3 separate regions of the Mus musculus genome follow, and regions 1 and 3 are each linked to region 2. A link is a contact called in public Hi-C and HiChIP or PLAC-seq data. All regions are on one chromosome and are shown on one strand. Each heading gives the region's core, a stretch centred on a gene start, on an enhancer-like site or on the middle of the called end of the contact. The rest is flanking DNA. Distances are from core to core; before and after follow the strand shown. Region 1 holds the start of Rab6a (RAB6A, member RAS oncogene family). Region 2 holds the start of Arhgef17 (Rho guanine nucleotide exchange factor (GEF) 17). Region 3 overlaps Fchsd2 (FCH and double SH3 domains 2).

The links. A called contact is a pair of places that touch in the nucleus more often than the background predicts. HiChIP or PLAC-seq counts read pairs in DNA pulled down with a chosen protein or histone mark.
Region 1: a contact with region 2 is called in an H3K4me3 HiChIP or PLAC-seq map of embryonic stem cells, with 13 read pairs. The contact joins the promoter of Rab6a here to the promoter of Arhgef17 in region 2. A contact is called at or near these places in 1 of 39 promoter capture datasets (embryonic stem cells), 2 of 484 Hi-C or Micro-C datasets (both in embryonic stem cells) and 4 of 115 datasets of contacts at active chromatin or transcription factors (embryonic stem cells, extraembryonic endoderm stem cells and trophoblast stem cells).
Region 3: a contact with region 2 is called in a Hi-C map of bone marrow-derived macrophages, with 28 read pairs. The contact joins the enhancer-like site here to the promoter of Arhgef17 in region 2. A contact is called at or near these places in 17 of 39 promoter capture datasets (the 3T3-L1 cell line, 3T3-L1-derived adipocytes, the C10 cell line and 9 more), 3 of 15 datasets of contacts at CTCF or cohesin (the NIH/3T3 cell line, large pre-B cells and stem cell-derived epiblast-like cells), 29 of 484 Hi-C or Micro-C datasets (the 3T3-L1 cell line, 3T3-L1-derived adipocytes, the AML12 cell line and 20 more), 16 of 115 datasets of contacts at active chromatin or transcription factors (the HPC-7 cell line, the NIH/3T3 cell line, T-cell acute lymphoblastic leukemia and 12 more) and 2 of 9 other capture datasets (adipose tissue and pancreatic islet).

Annotation. Positions count from the first base shown.
Region 1 is chr7:100,605,181-100,608,915 of GRCm38.p6, reverse strand. It overlaps Rab6a (RAB6A, member RAS oncogene family), which reads right to left and starts at 1,330. Exons shown (of 8, transcript NM_024287.4): 1 at 623-1,330. The coding sequence starts at 692. It also overlaps a transcript of Mrpl48 not described here.
Region 2 is chr7:100,929,941-100,933,697 of GRCm38.p6, reverse strand. It overlaps Arhgef17 (Rho guanine nucleotide exchange factor (GEF) 17), which reads left to right and starts at 1,537. Exons shown (of 21, transcript NM_001081116.1): 1 at 1,537-3,757. The coding sequence starts at 1,959.
Region 3 is chr7:101,229,623-101,233,672 of GRCm38.p6, reverse strand. The region is part of intron 8 of Fchsd2 (FCH and double SH3 domains 2); the gene reads right to left. Among named protein-coding and RNA genes, the nearest start is that of Gm50587, 27 kb to the left of the region's middle. Within about 2 kb of position 2,007, at least 17 of the 459 cell types and tissues checked have an H3K27ac peak or open chromatin away from gene starts, as enhancers often do. A contact at or near this core is called in the HPC-7 cell line, bone marrow-derived macrophages and pro-B cells, where this site is marked.

The DNA of each region.
Region 1 (3,735 bases), core at 81-2,580, 320 kb after region 2:
GTTAAAATATATTAGCTCACTAACCCTAACTAATTCTTCATTTAGGTGTAAACTGAGCAAGAATTGTTTTTCTCCATGACCACCTCTTCTCTCACCTTCCGAGAGACTAGTACAACTCCGAGCCAAGCCTCAGGGGAAAACAACGCCCAGATCCCACCCTCCTTCATCCAAGGTTGAAGAGGGGGCCCATTCTCCAGAGTTGGGGGCTTCTCGGAGTGGGACCTCACTTCCAATGGGAACCGGAAAAAGAGCAAGGAATAAGGGTGGGGCCCCATAAAGCCGGCCCGGGTGGTGGAGACCACGCAGAGCAAAGGAAGAAAGGGATGGACAGGAGGCTGGGCGGGGTGAGGACTGAGGAGGACAGAGCGGCCCGAGAGGGCCCGGCTGCAGGCGGCGGAGTCCGGGCGAGGATCAGAGATCTAAGCTACAAGCCTGATAGATCCTAGCGAGGAGGAGCCAGGGACAGGGACAAGAGGAGTCGGGGGACCCGGGGAAAAGGCTGGGGTGGGGGTTTTAGGAAGAGCGAGGCCGGCGGGGAGCCTCAGCGGCCAGAAGGGCTGCACTGGGGGCGGTGCGGGGAAGCCGCGGCCGGCTGCCAGGAGCGGGGGAGTCGCGCACTCACCGCTCTGCTCTCCCAGGAACACCAGCTTGAATTTCCTCAGCGGATTCCCGAAGTCTCCGCCCGCGGACATGATGGAGCCGGAGGAGCCGCCGCCGCCGCCTCAGCCCAGAGACCTCTTCCAGACCGCTGCAGCTCCAACCCGCTAACGAAGAGGGCCGAGCTGAAGGGGCAGCCTCCGAGTCCTCTCGGCCCCTGCAGGGCCGGGCAGAGGGGCGAGGCTGAAGGGAGAGTGCCTCCACCGACCGGCAGCCGCCGCCGCCGCCTCCCCGCAGAGTCGCCTAGCACCGAGCCGGGCCCGCGGCCGCGAAGGGACGCAGGGCGGTGTCGGAGGCAGCCAGCGGTGCGCTCGGGCTTCGCTAGCCTAGCGCCGTTCCTTCCCTCAGAACGCGGCGCGGAGACTGAGGTGAGAGAGGAGGGTGGCGAGGCGAGCGCCGCAGACGCGTCTGGGTCTCGGCACGCGCAGTGCTCGGGCTCTCACAGCAGCCGCCGCCGCCACCACCGCAGCACAACCCGCTGAGTGCGCGAGCCTCTGGCGCGGATGCGGGGCGAGTCCGGGCGCGAGCCTGCCGCCCTGCCGGCCTCGGACGTGCGTGCGTGAGTGCGTGCGTGCGCGTCGCCGCCAGTGCTTTCCTGGTTTCGCCAGCAATCCCGGCTCCTCCCGTGCGGTGGAGAAAGGGGCCGATCAGGTTTCGACTGGCGTCTGGAGAAGCCGGGAGGAGGCGGGACCGAGTTCCGGGTAAGCAAGGGGGGGAGAAAAAAAAGGGGGCGCTTACGTCAGTGACAAATCGAGCCAATCAGAAAAAGCGGAGGGCAGGCAGCTGCTAACTGAGGTGGCGACGCGAGAGCGCGCGCGCGACTCTCGCGCGGAGGAAGGTGTGGGGTTCTGGCAGCCATAGGAAGTGTGGCGCGACGCAAGGCGATTGGAGGAAGGAGGAGGGAAAAGAAGGTGGGACGGAGGCGGAGCCGGAACCAAGGTGGAATGACCGCAGCAATGCGTGGGTGGGGTTGGGTCGCTCAAAGGTGTATTGTAGGTGCTAAACCCTTAACGTCGCTTCTCCTTCCTCACTTTAGCCCTTCACCCGTTTACCCTAGCCTTCTAAAACGTAATTCCTTGCTCGGCATCTTCGTGTATATAAGATTTCCCACCGTTACTCCGTGGAGTTTCATAACTACCAGAAACAAGTCCTCTCCATTTTGTGGGTGAGGAAATTGGAGTCCAACAGAAGGAAATGACTTGCAAAATCCACGTAGTCATGTCATGGAGTCAAGGTTTTATTTGAACCTCTGCTACCTCCTTACGTTAAGCCATCAAATTCCCTAGTGTCTGTTGGCGTGATCTTCTGTTGAGTGGCCGTTGTTTTAGGTGCCCATAACATCAGACGATAACCATCGTCTACATGCTAGAAATGAGTTTAGATATCATATAAGCCAAACTCCACATATTACAGATATGAAATGACTGCCCACTTAGCGGTGCAGCTTTGGAAAAGGTCACACAACATTCCAGAGGGCTGCCTCAACAAAATCACAAATCTGCAGAAGGAGTATTTAAAAGATCATCCTTTCTCCTTAAAGCAGCACTTCTGGATGTGCTTGAGTGGGGCTTCCTTAAATTTGCCATCTGAAGCATTTCCAATTGTCAACCAGATTTGAGATCCAATAAGATAAAGGTGAATGCCATAAGAAAACATGAACTAAGCATAATGTGGACAGTTACATAACATAATTAAATGTAACTTTTCATCTGAATGGGATCCCTAAAAAGAGAGTATCAGACAAAAACAAAATAATTTGAGTATAGCATGAATTTTAGTTAATAACAGTATTTTGTACTGATTGATTTATTATAACATATCAGTCCTATTAAAGTAAGCTGTTAATAGAGGAGTCTGGAGTGGTATATGGGAACTTCTATAATGGCCTTTGTAAATCTAGTAATTTTCTATCTAGTGCTTCACATCTGTAATCCCAACCCCCAGGAAGCTAAGGCGGAGGATTGCTGTCAGGGCTTGGCAAACCTGGGCTATAGAGTTAGTTCCAGCTTAGCCTAAGATACAGAGTGAGGTCCTGCAGAGAGAGAGAGAGAGAGAGAGAGAGAGAGAGAGAGAGAGAGAGAGAGAGAGAGAGAGAAAATCTACTCTTTAGGACACCTAAGAAACTTCTAGAGCCAGACATGGTGGTGCATGCCCATAATCGTAGCACTTGAGAGATACAGGTTAGAGGATCCTAAATTTAAGGCCAGCCTGAGCTACATATCAAAGTTAGGCTGCATGAAACCTTGCATCACTGAAGGGAAAAGAGTTCTAAATAAAGTCTATTCATAGAATATGAAAAATAAAAAAAAGTTAGGTGCCATTGAATTAGAGAATTTGGCATCTGCACAATTTTTTGCCATTCTTCAACATTTCATGGGACAATATCTTAAAAAGATATCTCTGTTCAGACATATTAAAACCCTTTTAGGGCTGGAGAGATGGCTCAGCGGGTAAGAGCACTGACTGCTTTTCCAAAGGTTATGAGTTCAAATCCCAGAAACCACATGGTGGCTCACAACCATCCTTAATAAGATCTGACACCCTCTTCTGGTGTGACTGAAGACAGCTACAGTGTACTTAGATATAATAAATAAATAAATAAATAAATAAATCTATCTTTAAAAAAAAAACTTTTAAAGACATCCAAACTCACATCTGTAACCCAGTAATGGGGAGTAGAGACAGGAGTTTAAGATCATACGTAACTACATAGGTGAGTTTGAGGACAGCCTGAGCTACATAAGATGTTGTCAAAAATACTTTGAAAACATAAAATAAAAATGTATAAGTAAAAACATCAAAAGTCTATGTAAGTATCTTATACACAAAATACTTTACATGTTATTGACAAGGTCAAACAAGTGCCTTATCAAATGCAGGACGACTCACTGATGAATAAATTAGGAGAAGAAACAAGTTCTGAAAGTGTCGTCTAGTTTGACCTACCAATGACACAACTATATCTCAGAACCTTCTCTATCAAAATGTTCTCTCTGGGGCTAGGAATAGCTCAGGGGTACAGTGCTTCCTTTGCATAATAAAGTCTTGGGTTTAATCCTAACACTAAGTCAATCAATC
Region 2 (3,757 bases), core at 288-2,787:
ACTAAGTGAACATTGGAGGAATGGGGCCTACACATAACAGAGCTGGGTGAGTTTGAAGCAGTCTAGACTGTCCTCTGTCCCCAAAGAGGCTAGGTTCTGCCCACCACCCACAAAGAGAAAGGCTGCTGGAACTTAAAGGAATCAGACCCTCCTTCTTCATCAAAATCTCTAAAAAAAACCGTGATGATTGACAACTTTAAAGTCTGGATTTGAGCCACACCTAGAGCTATCCTTTCCCTCTGACTTCTGCAATGGCTATTGTGACTTCTCTAATAACATCTATCCCCAAGGGTGGCCTAAGGATTAAATAAAATACTTAAAATGTTACCCGTACGTCCTAGGCAGTCCATATATTTTCATTCATTTAGGTGTGGAGTCCTACATTTAAAGCCTCTGGGCAAAAAGGGACCTAACAGAGGTGCGAAGTTGACATCCCAGTAACCAGAACAATTTTAGACTTGCTAGACTGCAGCAGGAGCGGGAGGGGAGGTCTAGGGTAGATCATTGTTGCAGCGGGAGAGACACCTTCCTGGTCTGGAGGGTGGAGCACCCACAGGTAGGAGTATAGGTTTGGCGGAGGGAAGTTGAGGGCGTTCCCGTGCAAACACCTTTTGTGCAGGAGGCCAAAGAAAGGGCAGAGTGCTTGCCAAAGGGGGCAGGAAACGCCTGTAAGCAAGTGAAACCTTCCTAACCCTTCTATGGTTGGTTGTGGGAAGATGAAGTTTTATCTCTACGGAGTTTGGAGAAAGCGGAGAATCTTGCCCGCAGAGGGCGCAAGAGCAACGTACCCCGACCGCAGAAAGACGTGGGGAGCGGAGTCTTAGAGATTAGAGGACGCCAGGCCTTAGAGGGCAGGGGGCGTGGCAACTGGAAAAATGGCGGGGGAAGTTGTGTGTAATAGTCCTGAGTGGTGGGACTGCTAAAGCAGCATTGGGTGGGTTAAGGGACAGTCAGCGAGGGACAAACCAGAGGGAGGTGGGAGATAGGTGGAGCGTTTGGGAGAGTGAGGGGCGGGACATGGGCGTGGTGCGGCGGGATTCGCCACTGAAGGATGAGTACGGGGCGTGGTCTGAGCAAGGTGGGGAACCACAAGCGCTCCGGTGGGCCTGCCCCACCTACGTCTCCCTGGGCCCCACCTCTTTTCCGGCCAGGAGAGTTTCTGCGTGTACCTGAGTTTCGGTGTGTACCTGAGTTTTTGGGTCTTGGGTTGCCATGTTGGAGCCCCTGCGGCAGAGGTTCCCGCGTGAAAGCGGGGACTACTTTATGCAGAGCTGTCCACTCTCAGCTCCTGTGGGTATCTGAAGGAGTCCCCAGGGAGGATCAGCCCGCGGCTTTCGCAGCCGACTCCCCTAGAGGGTCGTTTTGGTCTACAAAAGTCCTAGCATCCTGTTTCTCCTTCGGCTCCTCCCCGATTCCCTCCCCCCACAGTGTTCCCAGCCTCGCGCGCTCCCGGAGCCCACCCCCTCTTTTGGGCGCCAGGCCCCGCCCCCCGCCCCCTTTCCTCTGCCTCAAAGTTTATTTGCAACAAAAGGGAGCAGAGAGCTAGCTGCTTAGAGGGAGGGAAAGGGAGCTGGAGCGGGAGCTCGAGGGGAGGCAGGCGGGCCGCCGGGCTTGGCAGGCGGACTTTGAGTGCAGGAACCGAGCCTTAGGCCCCTCACCGGCAGGACCGCGATGTCCCTGGCCTCTCCCGCAGAGGCTAAGGCTGGGCCTGGGGTCGCCGCAGGGGCGAGAGGGGCCGCCCAGGATGGAACTCCTGCCTTTTGTAGCCGCGGAAACTTGATCTTCGACTGATAAACCTCTGCTCACGTCTCCGCACCCTCCTCCACAGCCGCCGCACGCTGCGGGTGCAGGACCCAGGCTCTCGGACCGTGGCCACTGCGCGCCCTCGGAGTGGGAGTGCAGGGGGGGTTGGCCGCGGCGTCCCGAGGCCAGCCCCCCCGGAGTGACTAGCACCAACCATGGCGGACGGGTCACCTCGACCCCCACTTTATCGCAGCGTCTCGTTTAAACTGCTGGAGCGCTGGAGCGGCGGACCGGGGCCGAGGGAGGAGGACGCGGACACCCCTGGGTTGCGGCGCCGAGCTTCGTGCCGGCCAGCCGCGGCAGTCCCGGGCCAGCCCTCCCGGCGCGTGTCCAAGCTGGCGTCGGGGCCCCCGGCCGCCCCCGCGCAGCCGCGCCCGCTCCGCAGCCTCTCGCCATCGGTGCGCCAGCTCTCCCGGCGCTTCGACGCGGCGGGTCTGGACGACGACTCCACTGGTACCCGGGACGGGGGCTGCTCCTCCGGCACCACAGAAGAAGCTGCGGAAGGCTCTGAACGTGGGGCCTGGCCCAGCGTCACAGAGATGCGCAAACTCTTCGGCGGTCCGAGCTCCAGACGACCCAGTATGGACTCTGAGGCCCTGGGGTCGACCAGCCCCGACAGAGTTTCGTGGGAGCCCCCAACTCGCGATCCCCGGCAACCTCCGACGCCACCTCCTCGAACGTGCTTTCCTCTGGCTGGCCTGCGTTCTGCGCGGCCGCTGTCCGGGCCCGGGATCGAGGGGAGGCGACGTCGGCAGCACCAGCAACAGGAGCGGGCGCAGCGTCCGGCGGATGGTTTACATTCTTGGCATAGCTTCTCCCAACCGCAGGCCGGGGCCCGGGCCTCCTCCTCCTCCTCCATTGCCTCCTCCTATCCTGTCAGCCGCAGCCGGGCTGCTAGTTCCAGCGAGGAGGAAGAGGAGGGACCGCAGTCGCAGCTTGGGCCTCAGAGTCCGGCCTACCTCGGCGGCCACTCTTCGGGCAGTGACGAGGACCCAAATGGTGAGGATGGCCGTCGCTGGAGAGGGAGAGGTCTCCGGCCTGGACGCTCTCAGTTGGTTCACGGCTGCAGCCAGGACAGTGACGAGCTAAATCCGGGAGGCTTGGGATCAGCGGGGGGTGTCGGGAGCCCCGAACCTCCGACGTCTCCAAGAACCTCAATGGATGAGTGGGGTACTGGTACACAGCCATGCCTCCCAGGTCCCCAAGAGAGCTTAAGGCCTATGTCCGACACTGGGGGTGCACCTTTCCGTGTGGCTAAGGTGAGCTTTCCTGCGTACCTGGCCAGCCCAGCTGGCTCCCGAGGAAGTAGTCGCTATTCCAGCACAGAGACCCTCAAAGATGACGACCTATGGTCAAGCCGTAGTTCTGTGGGCTGGGGTGTATATCGATCCCCAAGTTTTGGAACTGGAGATGGGCTTCTTCTGCGGCCCCAGACGAGGTCCCGCAGTAAGGGACCTGTAGGCACTGCCAGGCCGCTGAGGGATGGAGGACTGGACCTAGATAAGAACCGACAACGAAAGTCCCTATCGAATCCAGATATCGCCTCTGAAACCCTGACGCTGCTCAGTTTCCTTCGTTCAGACCTTTCAGAACTGAGGGTCCGAAAGCCCAGTGGGGGCCCTGGGAACAGGCCCCTAGATGGCAGAGACTCACCATCAGCAGGTAGCCCAATGGAACAATCGGAGTCCACACTGTCTCAAAGTCCAACGTCACCCACCACCCGGCCCACCCTCAAGGACCTGACAGCTACCCTACGCAGAGCAAAGTCATTCAGCTGTTCGGAAAAGCCCATGGCCCGGCGCCTGCTCCGCACCAGTGCCTTGAAGCCTAGCTCCTCAGAGCTCCTACTGGCAGGTTCTGGGGCAGAGGAAGACCCATTGCCACTCGTGGTCCAGGATCAGTATGTACAGGAAGCCCGTCAGGTTTTTGAGAAGATACAGCGAATGGGTGCACA
Region 3 (4,050 bases), core at 758-3,257, 300 kb before region 2:
AAGGGGAAAAATCTAATATTGCTAAAGCTTAGGAAAAAAACCAGAATATTTTGGAGACAAAAACATCTAGTTTCTGATCTTTGCTTATCTGCTTCTGTAGCCACTTCATGACAATTAGATGTAGGAATTTTACAGGGACTATCAGAAAGAAAGAATCCAGGCACAGAGCCTGGAACACATATACAATAAACACAAGTCTCCTCCATTAGTGGTAGAATTAGGATTTAGTATATATTTGCTACAGAGCAATCTGAGAGAAAACATAAAATGTCATGAACATTTATGCCCACGTGTTTGTCTACATAGATTACACTCCCGTCACGCACATCTTAGAGAGGTCAAAGGGAAAACACTCAGCTCTCATAGATATTCTAAGAACTTTCCTGCCATTCCAAACTATCAAAACAGCAGCCTTATCTTTTAAAAATCTACATTTTTCTCTTCTCATCAATTAACAAAACTGTCACGGAGCTAGTTTTGCACAGTGACTGTTGCTGCTCTCCAATGAGAGCTCCCTAGTTCTCTCAAACACACAAAGTGCCAATGAGCTTTCTTTCATAATGGCTTTCAAATTTCTTTGTCTCAACAAAGCTGCCAAACCTTCCTTTGTTTCCTAGACATTCTAGAGGTCATTTCAGCGTGTGTGCATGTGTTCTGGATTGCAGTATTATTTTTTTGTTACGTCCAAATAAAATGTTTTTGTTTTAGAGTTTCACTTCTACCTTTATTTTAGCGTTGGCACCTGCTTCTAGTTCCCAGGGGAGACACACAGGAGTAGAACTGCCTTTGGCCATATGGCAACTTTGTTTTCCAGAGTGCTGCACCCTATCAACCAACAATTCATGAAGATTCTCTGTGTCCTTGCCACCACTTATTTGTGTGTGTGTGTGTGTGTTATTCATTGTGCTCTTTATTGGTATTATTGTTGATATTTTATTATTTTATGTGGATGAGTGTTCGCCTGAATGTCTGTCTGTACACACATAGAGTGTACAGTGTTCATGGCAGTCAGAAGAGAACATCAGATCTCCTTAGACTGGAGTTACTTGTCTGTGAGTCCCTTACATGTTTTGCTATATACTGATCTATTTTCTATGGCGAATTATCTAATTCAAACCTTTGGCTTTTTTTTTTTTTTGAGACAGGGTCTCCTGTAGCACCACTTGAACTTGTAATACAACTAAAAGTACTTCCAACTTTCAAAGAAAAATATTTACTTACAGAAGACATACATGCATCATGGTGCATATGTGGCAGTCAGAGTACAATTCTGATTTTTTTTCCCCGCTGTGCTGCAGAATCTGGGGATCCAACTCAGATTGTTAGGCCTGCACACAAGTGCCTCTACCCACTTAGCCATCTCACTGGCCCACCCTTAGCTTTTGACCCTTTAGTTTCCACCTGAGATTCCAGGTATGTGCTGCCACACCTGGTTTATACAGTAATAGAAACTGAACTGCTGGCCAAATAGTTCACTAACTGAGCTACATCTCCAGCCTCTGCTTCATACATCTCAGTTGGAGTCTATTTCTGATTTCAAATGGCAATAACTCTTTATGTATTGTATATAGCAGAGTTTTGCAAGATAAATAATTTGTAAATATTTCCTTTCATTTTATGGGCTGCTCTTTTCACTTTCTCAAGTATCTTTTGAAAAACGTGTTTTAAACCAAGTGGTGGAGGGATACATCATTAATCCCAGCACTTTAATCTCAGGGAGAGGCAGGGGATCTCTGAGTTCAAAGCCAGCCTGACCTACAGATTGAGTTCTAGGACAGTCAGGGCTAAATTATGATATCTAACATTGTTCTTCTTTCTTTTATTCCTTGAATGTTATTTATTTATTTTATTCCTTGTATGTTAGTATGTTATTTATAAGAATCATGTATATAAATTTTACAATAATTATTTTTGTACTTTGTGTCTGGCTTTTACATCAAGCTTTTAATATAAAATTGACTTGAAATAAAACAAAACCTGTCCCCGAAGCAGAGTAATAGTGCTGAATCTTCTTTTACCACTAGATGGCACCATTGAGTACTATAAACAGGCAGTGCAAATAAATGCCTTAAATATATTTAAAAAATTTTAATTAGATATTTTCTTTATTTACATTTCAAATCTTATCCCCTTTCCTAGTTTCCTCTCCAAAAATCTCCTATCTCCTCCCCCCCCCCCCCGCTCCCCAACCCACCCACTCCAACTTCCTGGCCCTGGCATTCCCCTATACTAGAAATGCCTTAAATATAAACTTCAAATAGTTATGAACATTTTGGACACTGTAGTGTGTTGAGATGGAATTAAAATTTCTACCTTAAATCATGATTTTCATGAATTTGTTTTAAAAAGAGACATGTTTTCTGATATGAAGTTTTTGACTTAGAAATATTCTTAGTAGCTCATCCTAATAATCTTGTTTGGAAGAAATAGCTCATTTTACCTATATACAAGACATGATAATATAGGTATCATGAACAAGGCGTGCAGTTTAAGGTGAACTATATTCCTATGTAGTCTGAATGATATTGCTATTGAGTGTCAACTGTACTTAGGCATTATACTAGCTATCTGAGTATGAGTACCAGAAAACAGGGAAGAAAGGAAAGAAATCAAAGCTTTTTAACAGTTAACTAGCAGTGCTAGTGATCAAACCTTTGCACTTCGCACATGCAAAGTGTACACTCTAACACAGAGCTATACTGCTAACCTACCAAGTTCTTTTGTTATTTCTTAGCAATTTCCTATTCCAGTTATTTCTGCCAACCCATTTCCTTTCAAGATAGTATTACATAGCCCTGGGTGGTCTGAATCTCACTATGAATACCAGGCTAGTCTCAAATTCACAGAGATCTGCCTGACTCTGTCTCTGGAGTGCTCAGATAAAAGGTATATGTAACCATGCCTGGTCCTGACATCCCACTTCGCACTGCATCAGGGAGGATACCCCTGACTTGTATTTTATATGACTGACTATTCAACACTCTTCCCTGGCCAGGCATTATGTTCAGGATAGGTTTTGTTTGTTTTGAACTTTACCACTGACCGAATAGTTTGGACATGGCTTCTGTCTGACCCCTTGTTCACCTGTTTGCCATTTCCCTTCCCTGCAACACTTTCCCTAAACTAAGCCTCTCTGAGCTCTACCAGCACTTCTCTTGCCTCTGAGCTCACATGTCACATGTCACAGGCCCTTTCCTCATCCTCTCTCCCTGCCTTGCTCATTATCATTCAGCCTTAAGGGCTTCTCTTGATCGCTGTGAACTCTGGATGGTTCTTGTCTTTTTACCTCGTGGCTTTATCTTGTGCTTCTGACGCTTGCCTGTCCTTCTTTTGGTTATTGAACTCTATGAACAGGAAGGGCCATGCCAGTCTGTTTAGCATTGAATCTTGAGGGTCAAACATGGAGCCTGAAATACTGACAATGTTCAGCAAATAACTGTTTGATAAGTAACGTATTGGATCAGAATTTATAGGTTTAAAACTATGGGTGAATCCACATTAGCCCTCATGACTGAAAAGCCTGATGGTATTACAGCAAAAGAGAAGCAACTGAGTTCACAAACTGTACGATGTGGAAGGTCCTAAACTTAAAAAAAAAAAAGTGTGTGTGCACTAAATAAAACGTTGCCTTCTTTTTCCCTTTTATTATTACAAAATAACTATAGTTTATATCAACCATATTCCAAACTCTGTCTTTTGGTTATATTATAAGAAAAACCTTGATTTGCACTGATAATTGATTATAAATAATTAATACTTTGCCTTCCTATATTTTTATTCCTCTTCAACACAGATCAAAAGCCTTATAGTAGACTGCTGAGACCCTACTGTCTTGGGTCCTGAAACCCTGACTAGGGATGGTGAGGGAATGAAGAAAGGACGCACAGACAACACACAGCAAAGCAGGGGTCAGATGGGGTACTACTACTTGCTACCGTGGGCAACTCAGAACCTCAGTGTGTTTTTTAGGGACTGGACGTGGGGAGGGGCTAGTCTTGTAAACAGCAGTCAGGCTGAGGCTGTAAATATCTGGGAGGAGGGAGCTTCAGT